Regions from separate parts of the Hordeum vulgare genome. Here all the other regions are linked to region 3. A link is a contact called in public Hi-C data. All regions are on one chromosome and are shown on one strand. Each heading gives the region's core, a stretch centred on a gene start, on an enhancer-like site or on the middle of the called end of the contact. The rest is flanking DNA. Distances are from core to core; before and after follow the strand shown. Region 1 holds the start of LOC123406314 (glyceraldehyde-3-phosphate dehydrogenase 2, cytosolic). Region 2 holds the start of LOC123401855. Region 3 holds the start of LOC123401433 (pentatricopeptide repeat-containing protein At3g04130, mitochondrial).

Evidence for each region. A called contact is a pair of places that touch in the nucleus more often than the background predicts.
Region 1: a Hi-C map of leaf shows a contact between it and region 3, with 6 times the contacts expected there. The contact joins the promoter of LOC123406314 here to the promoter of LOC123401433 in region 3. A contact is called at or near these places in 2 of 6 Hi-C or Micro-C datasets (leaf and seedling) and 1 of 1 datasets of contacts at active chromatin or transcription factors (embryo).
Region 2: a contact with region 3 is called in a Hi-C map of leaf, with 3 times the contacts expected there. The contact joins the promoter of LOC123401855 here to the promoter of LOC123401433 in region 3. A contact is called at or near these places in 5 of 6 Hi-C or Micro-C datasets (leaf and seedling) and 1 of 1 datasets of contacts at active chromatin or transcription factors (embryo).

The regions. Positions count from the first base shown.
Region 1 is chr6H:338,751,897-338,756,641 of MorexV3_pseudomolecules_assembly, forward strand. LOC123406314 (glyceraldehyde-3-phosphate dehydrogenase 2, cytosolic) reads left to right here and starts at 1,776. Exons shown (of 12, transcript XM_045099798.1): 1 at 1,776-1,916; 2 at 2,033-2,056; 3 at 2,153-2,253; 4 at 2,793-2,908; 5 at 2,990-3,089; 6 at 3,179-3,325; 7 at 3,399-3,459; 8 at 3,544-3,641; 9 at 3,749-3,891; 10 at 3,997-4,080; 11 at 4,199-4,288; 12 at 4,375-4,651. The coding sequence starts at 1,913. The coding sequence ends at 4,420.
Region 2 is chr6H:339,168,800-339,173,699 of MorexV3_pseudomolecules_assembly, forward strand. LOC123401855 reads left to right here and starts at 1,758. Exons shown (of 3, transcript XM_045095711.1): 1 at 1,758-2,357; 2 at 2,561-3,367; 3 at 4,762-4,900. The coding sequence starts at 2,660.
Region 3 is chr6H:338,925,276-338,929,755 of MorexV3_pseudomolecules_assembly, forward strand. LOC123401433 (pentatricopeptide repeat-containing protein At3g04130, mitochondrial) reads left to right here and starts at 2,163. Exons shown (of 2, transcript XM_045095246.1): 1 at 2,163-2,526; 2 at 3,119-4,480. The coding sequence starts at 3,364.

The DNA.
Region 1 (4,745 bases), core at 526-3,025, 170 kb before region 3:
CGAAAATCCGAAAGTTGCCACCTTTTGCACTAGTCGGTGTAACCGAGTTTCTACTTCAGTTCCACTTAGTTGGGCAATAATGTTGTAACCGTTGGATTTTTGGAGATGGCTATATATAGCCATCCACCTCCCTCTCATTCGTAGAGAGATCACCCAGAACAAACCGACACTTGCCCCATCTATTTTTAGAGATAAAACTACCTACTTATGTGTTGAGATCAAGATCTTCCACTCCAACCACATGAATCTTGATTTCAAGCCTCTCTAAGTTGTTTTCCATCCAATCAATGTCCTATACCAAGCCAAATCTGTGAGAGAGTGATTGAGTGTCGATGAGACTATCTTTTGAAGCAGTTCATCATCCATACCACATCTATTATCTTTTAGAGAGTGATGTCTCCTAGATTGGTTAGGTGTCGCTTAGGAGCCTTCAATTCATTGTGGAGTTGAACTGAGAAGTTTGTAAGGGCAAGGAGATCGTCTACTTCGTGAAGATATACCCCAAGTGAGGCTAGTCCTTCATGGACATAAGCCATGACGGAATAGACAAGGTTGCTTCTTCGTGGACCCCTTCTCGATGGAGCTCTCCTGGACTCACGCATCCGTTATCCTCCATGGGTTGAAGTCTCCATGAACATGGATGTACGATAGCACCACCTATCGGAACCACGTCAAAAATTTGTGTTTCATCTTTGCGTTTGATCTTCCTATCTCTACTCCTTACTTACATGTGCATGTCTTTACTTTCCGCTGCTATACTCGTTGACTTGCATGTGTAGGGTGCTCTAGACTTGATAGAATTGCTAAAACTTGCCAACCATTAAAATTAGGAAAACGTTAGGTTTTATTTTGCCAAGTAGTCTATTCACCCCCTCTAGATATCCCTTCTTGATTCCTCATGACAGTAGGAGGTGCATCTGTTGTACCGACTCTTCTCCTTATACGTTGAGGGATACGGGGAGCATCGTCGTTCATCGCCTCCGTCGTCGAGCAGGAGAAGGCTACCACCGTCCTCTAGCAGGCCAAGGTTGTCTGGCCCGTGCTCCTCCCACTCTTTCTCGACCACGATAACAAATCCAATTTTGGCTCGGACGAGAAGGTGGCGCAGGTTATGCCGACAAAAAGGAAGAGCGACACGGGTGAGTTAGGGATTTCACACCGAGTGAGGGGAATCACGAGAGAGTGAGGTGGTGGGGAGGGGGGGGGATTGGGAAATGACAACCTTTCGTAGCGTTACAAAATTTGAACTACACTTTTTAAACGCTATTATAAATGTTTACCGGGAAAGTGATTATTATTTTGAAGAAGAAGGCATTTATAATTATATATAGGGAATTTTTGAAATTCCGCCTATGTGGCATCCGGCTCATGGGCGCTGAAACCACACAAGCCTTACACGCCGCGGGTTGTTTGATCTTCTTGGACAAGAAGTTAGGCACTCGGGTTTTCAATCAAAGAAAAGAGAGAAAAAGGAAAAATAAAGAAGCACGGCGCCGGTCGTTTCACCTTCTTGGACGAGAAGTAAGCAGGCATGGCCCACCACCGCTCCCTCCTCTCGTGATTATCGTAGCCAAACCCAGCAGCGGTCCTGGGTTTCCATGGGCTCCAACGTTCGCCCCGTCCCACCCACCCACCCACCCACAGGAACCTTCTCGAAACCATCGCCCCGCTCCTCGCTCGACCCCACCCGTCAGCCAGCCAGCCAGCCAGCCACCCATTCCATTCCCGGTAGCGGAGAAACAGAAGGCGATCCGCGGCCCGCGCCGCTCTGCGGGCCCCTCCACCCAATGAACCCCCCGTTATATAAATCCTCCCCCCCGGTCTCGCTAATCGCATCGCAATCTCGAATAGCTGTCCCAATCCTCGATCTGTTCTCGACCCTCCTCCGTCCACCGCAGCTTCAGATTTCCCCATGGGTAACCCCGTCACCTCGAGCGCTTATTATCTCTTGTACTACTTTTCGATTCCTGGTGGTGCTTTGGCTGATTACTGTTCGTTCCTTTTGCTGGATGCATTTCCGTGCCCTGCGCAGCTCCCATCAAGATCGGCATCAACGGTGAGCTCGATCCCCCGATCTGATCTGGTTTGCTTGTCCGTTGGCTGTTTCCGTGTGTTCATTTTCTCATGAATGGATTTTTGCTTTCCCCTGCAGGTTTCGGCCGGATCGGCAGGCTTGTGGCCAGGGTTGCGCTCCAGTGCCCCGATGTCGAGCTCGTCGCCGTCAACGACCCGTTCATCACCACCGACTACATGGTATCGTTCTCGATTCCACTCGCTCATGAGATCTGTAGGTGTTTATGGTAGGTTCGTTGTGTATTCGTGCTTGTGACACCCGTTTACGGGCTGGCGACTGTCACCTTAGATCTGTTCTCGAATAGTTTGGATTTGTTATTTTCGTCACGCGCTCATGCTCAGCTCCACAACACCAAGCACGGTTAACTCGTTATGCATTGGAATCTAGGTTCTAGTGAATGTTGCTACATCTGAATATAAATCATCAGTTTTGTGATGGTACTGTTAGATCTGCTTTGCAAGTGCTTTTTTGTGTACGTTAATTATATTCCTCACATCCCGTGGAGAATATTTTTACAGTTCTGGATTCGAGGAATCTATTTGTTCCACGCAGTGACTATTGTTCTATTGTGGTACTATTTAAAATAGATGTAATCTCTGGTGGTTTATATACATGCAGTCTTCAGTGCCAGTTGCCAATAATTAACTAAAGTGTAACGCTAGTTCCACTTGTCTCTCGTTCATATTATGGTTCTGAATTACGTGCTTGCAACTTGCAGACCTACATGTTCAAGTATGACACTGTCCACGGACAGTGGAAGCACCATGAAGTTAAGGTGAAGGACTCCAAGACCCTTCTCTTCGGTGAGAAGGAGGTTGCTGTGTTTGGTTGCAGGTTTGTTACCATTTATTTTGGTTCCCATGCAGTTAATTTCCATGGTAAGCTGTACAGGCTGATCAACAAGCCCTTATGTAGAAACCCCGAGGAGATTCCATGGGCCGCTGCTGGTGCTGAGTACGTTGTGGAGTCCACCGGTGTTTTCACTGACAAGGACAAGGCTGCAGCTCACATTAAGGTAAATTCTTTCACAGTCTCCATTTCATGGTAACTGAACCTTTCTTGTGTATATTTGTGCTAAATAGTTTCCTGTGTTACCACTTACAGGGTGGTGCCAAGAAGGTCATCATTTCTGCTCCCAGCAAGGACGCTCCCATGTTTGTCTGTGGTGTCAACGAGAAGGAATACAAGTCAGACATCGACATTGTCTCCAATGCTAGCTGCACCACCAACTGCCTTGCTCCTCTTGCTAAGGTGTGGACCGTACCATTTTGTGCTGCTAAAACCAATTTGGGCAATGGTATGCTGATAGTTTCTTTTTTTTCAGGTTATCAATGACAGGTTTGGCATTGTTGAGGGTTTGATGACCACTGTCCATGCCATGACTGGTAATGCATTGCACTGGTTATGTTTCTTCCTGATAGCATTTGATATTTATCTTTTGACTAATGTGGCTGAAATTGGAATTTCAGCAACCCAGAAGACTGTTGATGGTCCTTCAAGCAAGGACTGGAGAGGTGGAAGGGCTGCTAGCTTCAACATCATTCCAAGCAGCACTGGTGCTGCAAAGGTACACTTCCGTTTCCCATCTATTATATCATAAGTTGTCTGAACGACCATTAGTCTTCATTTCTTATAATAATCTATTCAATGGATCACCATTTCGATTTCCTGCAGGCCGTTGGCAAGGTGCTCCCAGAACTTAACGGAAAGTTGACTGGAATGGCCTTCCGTGTTCCCACTGTTGATGTTTCTGTTGTTGATCTGACTGTTAGACTTGCCAAGCCAGCCACCTATGAGCAGATTAAGGCTGCTATCAAGTGAGTACTGCTAACCAGGAACAATGTACTTAGTTCCGTCCGTGTATGTGTATATTGTTTCTTATTTTAGTATTTGTATTGATGTGTACTTATTTGCTTTTACAGGGAGGAGTCTGAGGGAAACCTCAAGGGCATTTTGGGTTATGTCGATGAGGACCTTGTTTCCACTGACTTCCAGGGTGACAGCAGGTGTTTACCATTTCACTTTGACAACTATGTTACTTTATTTTGGTGCATTTTGATTGCCTATATCTTCATAGTGGCTACTCATCCGACTTGGCTAATGATTCCACTTTACTCATAACAGGTCCAGCATCTTTGATGCCAAGGCCGGGATTGCTCTGAACGACAACTTTGTCAAGCTTGTCTCATGGTACGACAACGAGTGGGGATACAGGTTAGTGGCACCTCTTATATCCCTCCTGCAGTCATCTCATCAATGCAGAAATCATCTTGCTGAATCGTGAATTTCTACCTTTGCAGCACCCGTGTGGTCGACCTCATCCGCCACATGCACAGCACCAAGTAAATGAGCCAAAGCATGAAGATACAGGGGAGTGTGGTTTGCCCCAGAGAAGAGAAGAGTGTACAACCTCTTCCGAGAATAAATTTTTGTATGGAATTATGGCAACTAAAAAAAACCTTTTATTGGATGTATCCTGATGGTTGGTTGAGCTTAGCGGCTCACATTTTGGTGGTATTATGTACTTGCTTGAACTAAATCATGAGTTATTTTCACTCATCGTCATGGGTTATCTCACCTGGCTTGTGTCTTTCGGTTGTCATTTCGTTCACTTCGCAAAGTGTCTTTATGGTTTTTTTTTGGTGCGGAGTGTTCTTACGGTTACGCTCTG
Region 2 (4,900 bases), core at 508-3,007, 240 kb after region 3:
TGAATTTAATGCAAACAAACAAACAACATACAGATGATGACCAAAAGCTTGTATACGCTCCACGGGACCAAATCGGTTTGGAGCGCTCGGGTTCCGAGCCCCCCCCCCCCCCCCCCAACCCGTCCAATGTCACCACCCATACGCCGTCTTTAAATTAAAATCGGACCAAATTCGAACTAATTTAGAAAATTTTGGATAAAATTTAGGCGATTTCATTAAAATTTGTACAAACTTAAAAAAGATAAGAAACATAAAAAATAACTATGCCGCCGCCGCTAACCTAGTTCATGTCGAGGAGCTGGTAGAAGACGGTGTAGTCGCCGCTGTCGTCGTCCTTCGCGTCGTCCTTGCTGGAGCCTTGTCCTGGATTGCCGTTGCGGATGGAGGCGGTCTACATCGGCATCTCTTCATCACTGTCGTCGAGGACGATGACGCCGCGCGGCGACCTCCACCAAAGCGCGGCGCCGGCGCTTCATTTCCTCCCGAACGTAGTCGTCGCGCGACCACTTCAAGCCGGTGTCCATGCCAGCGGCCATCTCAACGTGCTCCTGCTTGACGGCCACCGGTGCCGTCGGCGGCTCCTTCTCCTTCTTTGGCCTGACCAGTCGAAGGTGGCCGCGGGGAGGCGAAGGTTGGCGACAACCCTCATTTATGACAAGGTTGTCACCACGGCTGTGACGACGCACCAACATCTCCTGGGGCTCGACCTTGACGGTGACGAGCGGCGTTGTCATGCCGGAGGAGCGGGACAAGGACAAGGAGGAGGACCCCATCATTCACCTCAGCAGCCACGAGCTGTCGCTCCAGTGCGAGAGCGACGGCGACGGGTACTTCAGTGGCGGCTCGTTGCCGCCCTCGATGTGCTCGAGGACAGCGTGGAGAATGCGCTTGGGCACGCCCCACCACTGATGACGGTCATCGGAGTTGTGACGCCCCCTGGCAGCGAAAACCAGTTGGTGGAGGCGAGCTTGTCAGCGTGGCGGCACTGAAAGTACGTCATCCACAGAGGGAGGTCGTCGACGACGTTCCTTTCTTCATGTCGCGCGTCCTCCGGCAAAGAGGCCCGGATGCACGCGATCTCGCCGCGACGTTCCACGGCGGATGGTGAAGGGAGCACGGGGACTCCTCCGAGGCTCAGCCTCCACGCGCCCGGCATGCGCATGTCTGGCGGCGCCGGGTAGTTGGCCTCGTGGAGGACTCGCGCCTCCCATTCATGCAACGACCGACGGCTGAAGCCGTTGGTGGCCGCTCCGTCGCCTGGGAATTGCTCCGCCATGGTTTTAGGAAGAAAACCGGCGGTGGAGGCGAGAGAGATGGGAGTAGAGGTTGGGGGGCGAGTGTGTGGCGAGCGGCGGCGACGCGCGGATTTTATAACGAAGAAGAGGCGGGAGCCGTGTGCACACATGGCGAAAAAGGACAGGACGTGCGGTGGCGTGCCATTACTGTGCCGCCAGACCTTGAAATCCGGCACATTGAATTGGCACGGGAGCCAAGGTGATGAGGAGGACGAACGTTCTTGGCGACGTCCGGTCTCGCTGACTCGGCGGGTTCACGCGGAAGGGATTTGACGCCTTCGGTGCGCTAGGTTCGGTCTGGATCTGTCGGCATCAATTTTGATCTAAGTTGACGAAAAACAAGATCCTAAAACATGATTGGACGGATTTTTTTAGGTCGACGTTAAAAATAGAAATGGACGGCTGTTGGGGACTCGGGTGAAGATGCCCTCGGAAACCAACCGAACACGCCCCAAACCATGCAACACGTTGATCTGATCTCCATAGCCGAAGGAATGCCCAAACAGCACAGGACAGCGCCACCCTTTCGCATCATTGCCAACCCAAACCACCCCCTAATCCCTGTGGTGCCGTACTACATTGGCCTCTGTCCTGTTGATTCGGGTGCAAAAGCTGCACTGTCATTGATGGTCCTGTTTCACCTTTCCTAACCAGCCCAAAGATTCCTGTCCTGTCCTCTCCTCTCCTCTCCTCCATTGCAGAGCACTTTGTTGTGCTTGATCAACGGAAAAGGCTCCATTCAATTCCATACCATGTGATGTCTCGGCACTTCCTTTTCCAAAGGGCAGAGAAGAGGACCACGATACTCTCTCTGTCACTGTCGCTGCCTCACTGTCTGTCTGCGCTTCCTTCCCCCACTCGTTCATAACTGCGTGCCACCTTTGCACTGTGCCATTACAAGAATGCATAACCACTTTGGCGGCCTAAATGCTTCTTCATTCATGATAATGCTCCTACTAATCCAGTCAAGTGGATCTCTCCAGCTCGGCTGATAAGTGTCGAAGGCTCTCTCGTGCTTCTTCGTTTGTTCATGTGCGAGGGTGAAGCTGCGTCCTTCACAAGGTGCTTTCCTTTGCTTTAGCGTCAGATTCATTTGCATGATGCCTCCCTTGCAGTTTACAGATGCTTGCATTGCATCCCAATCTGATCACAAGCAATAAACAAACCATATTTGCCTCCATGGATTTGCCCAGCCCACCCACATGGCGCCATGCTCATGCAGCACATTCCCTCCTCCTTCTAATCTTCTTCTACCTTTGATGCAGCTGCTCCCATGTGATGTGCGCCTGAGCTGAGCAGGAGCAGAGCTCGCCTCACTCCGGAGTGACAGCACAGCACCGGTAGACAGATCTGTCCCGAGACCGATGGAGCGGTCCTGCTACTTCCCGCTGCGGTGGGAGAGCACCGGCGACCAGTGGTGGTACGCCTCGCCCATCGACTGGGCGGCGGCCGACGGCCACTACGACATCGTCCGCCAGCTGCTGCACCTCGACCCCAACCTCCTCATCAAGCTCACCTCGCTCCGCCGGATCCGCCGCCTCGAGTCGCTCTGGGACGACGACGCCCGCTTCGTCCACGCGCCCCGCCACCGCGCCTCCGTCGCCCGGGGCCTGCTGCTCGAGTGCGAGTGCAAGCACGGCGCCGAGAACACGCTGCTCCGGGCCGGCTACGGCGGCTGGCTGCTCTACACGGCGGCCTCCGCGGGGGACGCGGGCTTCGTGCAGGAGCTGCTGGACAGGGACCCGCTGCTCGTCTTCGGCGAGGGCGAGTACGGGGTCACGGACATGTTCTACGCGGCGGCGAGGGGCCGCAACGCCGACCTCTTCAGGATGCTGCTGGACCACGCCATGTCCCCGAGGTGCTCGACGTATTGCCGCGACGGGGATGGCGCCGGCGGTCGCGCCTCGGTGTTCCGGCTGGAGATGATGAGCAGGGCTGTACACGCAGCCGCGAGAGGAGGGAGCGTGCGGATGCTCAGGGAGCTCATCGACGGTCGCTCCGACGTGCCGGCGTATCTTGATATCCGTGGATCCACCGTGCTTCATGCAGCTGCTGGGAGAGGGCAGCTGGAGGTGAGCAACCTGTTTCCTGCCATTGCTTACATCCTCTTCTGCTAGTACGTACATGTTTTTGCTTAGTTTTATCTTGGCCATCTTGTTGTTATCTTGCTTAGTTTTTTCTTGGCCGTGTAGTGTACATCTTGTTGTTACAAGTATGCTTACATGCTTCGGAAATTCCCTTTCTTAGTTGGATCAGCTCGAACAATTCATGATCCGAATTTCTTGTTATAAGATTGATAGTACTACACAATACTGAAACGTCAAAGCTCTGATCATGAGACCCCGTCCAATAAATAAACTGAGGCAAAAGCGGATGTACTTCTACTTCTGTCCAGATAGGAAAAGAATTGGTACCAAACAACTTTTAGATCTACGACTTCCTTTCTGTTTTCTTGATGGTGATATTCAGCCAACTTTCCTTCTGTTTCTTAATTATTATTATTTTTGGAAAAGGAGGACAGCCACGGCCTCTGCATCAATCGATTCATGCAACCATATTATTAAAATGGTACAAAAACACAGTTACTGCATCAATCGATTCATGCAACTATATTATTAAAATGGTACAAAAACACAGTTACTGCATCAATCGATTCATGCAACTATATTATTAAAACGGTACAAAAACACAGTTAAAGTTCCACAACGAGCTAACGGTTTGAGCAAAAAACAAACTTGAAAAAAGGGAATGAAAACTGTCACATCCGGCGAAACCAAAATTAAGCTAAGATGCCTATACACCTAGCCTGTTAATAGCTCGCCATCTAAACCGTTTGAAGATAGCCCGTGCGACAGTTTTTCATCGGTTGCATCCAATATCCAAAAGATTCCTGAATTCCGCATGAATGGGTAACGCCACGTACGGTTCTAAGTTGTGGCTCTGTAAATAACCTGCAAAAGGTTGTTGAAATTCTTGCCATTAAAATTCATATCATTTCTAGTATTTCATATAGCCCAAAACAAGGCACTTATTCCAATCCTTATATGATCAACTGTATTTACGTCCACTTCACTAAGCCATGTTCCAAACAGCGCTTTAATGTTCGTTGGTTGAGAAATGTTGAAAGCTATATAAACAGCGCGTCATAATAATTTTGCAAGTGGACAATTAAGAAAGAGGTGTTTTATTGTTTCAGTTTGATCGCAATAGCAACATCTAGGATTACCTCTCGATTTTCGTTTTATTAGATTATCTTTGATTAATACCACTCCCTTGTGTCTAAGCGGCACTTTAGTTTTTCAAATATGTAATGATCTTGACAGAGGCTCAATGTTAATTAAATCCAAGTACATCGACTTCACTGAAAACACACCATCCATGGATAATCGTTCTTGCTACTGGTATCATTGAATTATTAGGTATGCAGAGGTCCATTTATCTGAAAATTAGAAAATGTCTTATGCAGGTTGTCAAGTACCTGATGGCCTCTTTGGACATAATCAACTCAACCGACAACCAAGGGAACACTGCACTACATGTAGCGGCCTACCGAGGGCATCTGCCCGTTGTAAACGCACTGGTTGCTGCATCTCCATCAACCATGT
Region 3 (4,480 bases), core at 913-3,412:
TCTAACAATTTGCAAGCATCTGGAATAGCTGCCTCGTCAACATGAACTTAGTAATTCTACAATTGCAAAAAGGCAGAATAGTCTGTTGCAGACAGAATAGTAAAATGAACTTGCATTGTTCATGTAATGCTACTGTACATTCAAATCGACACAATCACCAAACAACAGTTCAACAAGAATTATTTATTTAATGGCTCTTGTACAATTAACTTGGTTGCGCGGAGAATTACATAGTAGAGACTGTATATATGCTGAAGAAACCATGAGCATCGAGATGGTATGCCTTATTGAAAATTCGCACTACGGAGTTCAGTGTGGATCTTATGTTATGGCATCGTTGGTCATCAGTGCTCATCGGGGTCTATACTTATCAAGTCAACACACAGGAGGAAAAAAATCAAATGCATAGCCATGCATATGCACCATATTTCTAGATCAGATGAGAATTTGACAAAGAAAAAAGCATGCTTGTTACACCAATTATTGTTGCCACAACCAGGGCATCAGGGAACCCACCCACCTTTGACTCCCGCATGGCAGAGTGGGAATTTTTCCTTTTCTTTTAACTAATCCCATCTGAAAACTTCCATGGTTCCATGAACCTCCGCATCTCCCTCCTCGAGGCCTTCTCACAGATCGAAAGGAAACAACAAGCGGAACAGACGGCTGCCAGAGGAAATATAGTATCATATGAATAGATATGTCCAGGTGGAGCCTCACATAGAGCTTGACAGCGGTAGGGAATTGGAGCCCTGAAGGCGGCCTTGGGACGACAATCTGCTCGACGAGGACAACCCCGTCCGGTCGCACGGCCCAACTCCGCCACGCCTCACCGTCACAGCCTCCCGCAAGGCGGTTGCACCACTCACTCCATCGATTGTGAGTTTGGCTGGCCGGCTGCAAAAACCAGTCTGTCGCTCGCCGCGCCTAAATTGTCGCAGTCGCCGCACGTCCGCGCTTAAATTGCTGCAGTCACCGCATGTCTTAGCTGGCTCCGTGACTTCGATGTCATCGGCCTCGGCATGACTCGTACCTGGACGAATCGCCCCGTAGGATTGGCATCGCTTGCGCACGGTTCATCCGCCCTTCACTCCACGGATCCACCCTTCCTCACCTCTCCTCTCCTCGACAAGCTGATATTTATGGGAGATCACGCGAAAGGCAGCGATGGATGCTGTGTTTGATTCCAACAAATCGACCGTATTGTGAGGGGTCACGAAAAAAAACAGGTAGATTCTTTCGAAGAAATCCAGGCGAGCTTGTAAAAAAATCAAACCAAGCGACGTGGAGGTTCGCATACATGTGGGCCGAGGGGAACGCATGAAGCGGTATGTCTACGATGGGATGAGTACAACACGTATGATCGAAACTTGGGAAAAAACACACGATCGAAACGAAACTAAAAAGAAACAAAACAGGGGCGCCCCGACCTGCACGAAAAAGAGAGAAAAATACAAGTGAGAACCAGGGATCGAACCCTGGTCTCCTGGGTGGAGACTTGAACCGATAATCATCGCACTACTCATCGATTGTTGCTCTACTAACGTATCGGTGTCTATAACAACAAATAACAGCGCCGATTTCAGAAATTCGAAAAACGAACCGTTTTTTTGACTTACGAATGGCATTGGTGGGTAATTTTAGGCAACTTCGGGGGCAATTTAAATGACGGATGACCAGAAATCCTATTTGCCTTATTATTAGGGAGAGAAGTGTTGAGTTGCAACCTAAAAACCGTGTAAGTGTTGAGCCGTGCAAATCTAGTTTGGTAGTTTCTCCATTTCTAAATATAAGTTTGGTTAGAGGTTCTACTAGAAGACTATATACAAATGTATATATTATATAGACATACTTTAGAGTGTAAATTCATTCATTTTGCTTCATATGTACTCTCTCTGTAAACTAATATAAAAGTGTTTTAGTGATCTAAACGCTCTTGTATTAGTTTACGGAGGGAGTAGTGTCTAACTAAAATCTTTAAAAATACTTATATTTAAGAACGAAGGAAGTACAATGATATTATAAATTTTGCTTTGTCTTCCGATGCGGTAAGCAGGCTTCAACAGGCTGAAGCCAGCCCTCGAACAAACTAATTTCATATTTAAACCTCCAGCCCATTAGCCACCTCCGCAGCCCACAGCCCATGCAGTTCGCCGCGACGACCTGTTTCGTCCAACTCCAACACGAACAGCCGCCATTAGCGAGCAGCGGACGCGGGCCTCGAGCCTCCAACCCTAGCTAGCGACGAGCGGACACGGGGCAAGCAGCAGCGGGCGCCCGGCCAGCCGGCGACAGTGGTGGGGTTGGCCGGCGGCAAGCAGCAGCCCATGCCCTGTGCCCCACGGCAAGCATCATCCACGCCCCACGCGCCAACAACAAGCAGCAGCGGCTGTTGGGCGGCGGACCCTAGCCGCCTAGCGTCTGGATTCCGTAGCAGCTGCCGGCGCCCGTGCCAGGAGCCGGGATCCAGGATCCAGGAGCCACGCTCACACCGCCCGCGAGCTAGTGGCATCCAGCAAAATCAAGGTACATGTCAGTCAAATCCTAAATATTTTGCTAAGCATGTACTGTTAGCTATTGTTAATTGATATGGTATCCAATATAACGTACTATTTGTTTGTCGATGTATAAAAAACTAAAAATGAAGAGGTCAAATATGATCATGCATAGTTTTTATGCAAGTAGTTCAAGCACTCCTCTTGTTGAACCTAAAGCTGTCCCAGTTAATGTGGATTTAGATCCCCTTCCCTTAACTACATGTGCTAAAAAGATCAAATTTGATGTTTTTCGAGAAAAATCCAGAAATATTCCAGTAAATATTACATGTACCTAGTTGTAATTTGGAAAATAGGATGAGAGATAATGTTTTTTTTTAAAAGGGAGTTTAATTTTATCACCGTTAACTTTGAGCCCACACTAAATTTTCTTCCTGGATTCTCCACTGCCCCCCTAGACAATCTTGTTTAGCTCCGCCAGAGTCAAGATCGCTTTGGTCGAGCTCCATCTATATTTTGTCTTGTCTTGGCTGCTGTTGACCTGTACTGATCATTACACCTAACACATTGATATTTTGCTAGAACTAATATTTATCATCTTATATTGTTGTGGTCTGTACTAGGGAATGTAGGAAACCAGAGCCATTAGCATCGATCAGAAGAGACCCTGTGTTGAGCTGGCCCCCGCCATGCCATGGGTGGATGTTGCTAGATTCTGGGCCTTGGCAATACATGGGGTGATACTAGAAGGTCTCAAGGAAGTATCTGCAGTTGGTTATAGTTTCATCTTGCTGCTGTTAGCTATTATTATATTTAACGACTGTGATATTCAGCACCCAGGCTGGCTAATTGCTAGTCCCGCCACCTGATGTCTCAGCTGAGTCTCTGGCGCCGCCACGGTGCCAGGAGAGCCCTGCAATTACTCCCTCCTTGTAGATTATCCTTATCATCAGTTACACACTTGAATCGAGATCTTAACAGTATTGACCTCACGATGGAGGAAGAAGCATTAGCAGCGCAGATCAAGGGTTCTCTTTTGAAGGCACGCAATGGAGATGTGCAGGATTTGGTTCAGTCCCTTGGGGTTGACTGTCCGGGAATTCAGCCTACAAGTAACACTGTGGACAGCTTGTTGTGTAAGTTTGGGGATGACTGGAAATCTGCTTTTAGTCTTTTTCAGTGGGCACAGTTGAGTGGCAATTACAAGCACACGGCATATGCTTGTAGTCGGATGATTGACTTGCTTGGGAAGATGAGGCAGATTGATCGGATGTGGGATCTATTGTCTGACATGCACTGCAGAGGCCTTGTGACTGTCGAGACAGCTGCAAAGAGCATCAGGAGGCTGGCAGGTGCAAGGAGATGGAAGGATGCTGTCATGCTGTTCGATAAGCTGGAGGACATGGGGCTGGAGAGGAATACAGAGACTATGAATGTTCTGCTGGATGTACTTTGCAAAGAAAAGAAGGTTGAAGTAGCACGTAAGGTCTTTCTCGTGCTCAGTCCGCACATTCAGCCTGATGCATACACGTTCAACATTTTTGTCCATGGCTGGTGCAGTGCACGTAGAATCGATGAGGCAAAGTGGACAATTGAGGAGATGAAGGCCCGGGGGTTCCCGCCTTCAGTTATCACCTACACCGCTGTTCTTGAAGCTTACTGCAAGCAACACAATTTTAGGATGGTCGATGAAGTTCTTGATTCGATGTGTTCTGAAGGCTGCCATCCAAATGTCATCACTTACACTATGATCATGACCTCACTGTCAAAATGTTATATGTTTGAAGAAGCTCTGAGTGTATCTCATAGAATGAAGGCCTCTGGCTGTAAGCCCGATACATTGTTCTACAATTCCTTGATTAACGTGCTTGGTAAAGCGGGCCATCTGTCTGAAGCTTCCCAAGTATTTCAATTGGAGATGCCAATGAATGGTGTGCCCCATAGTTTGGCTACCTATAACACCATGATATCAATCTTTTGCCAGA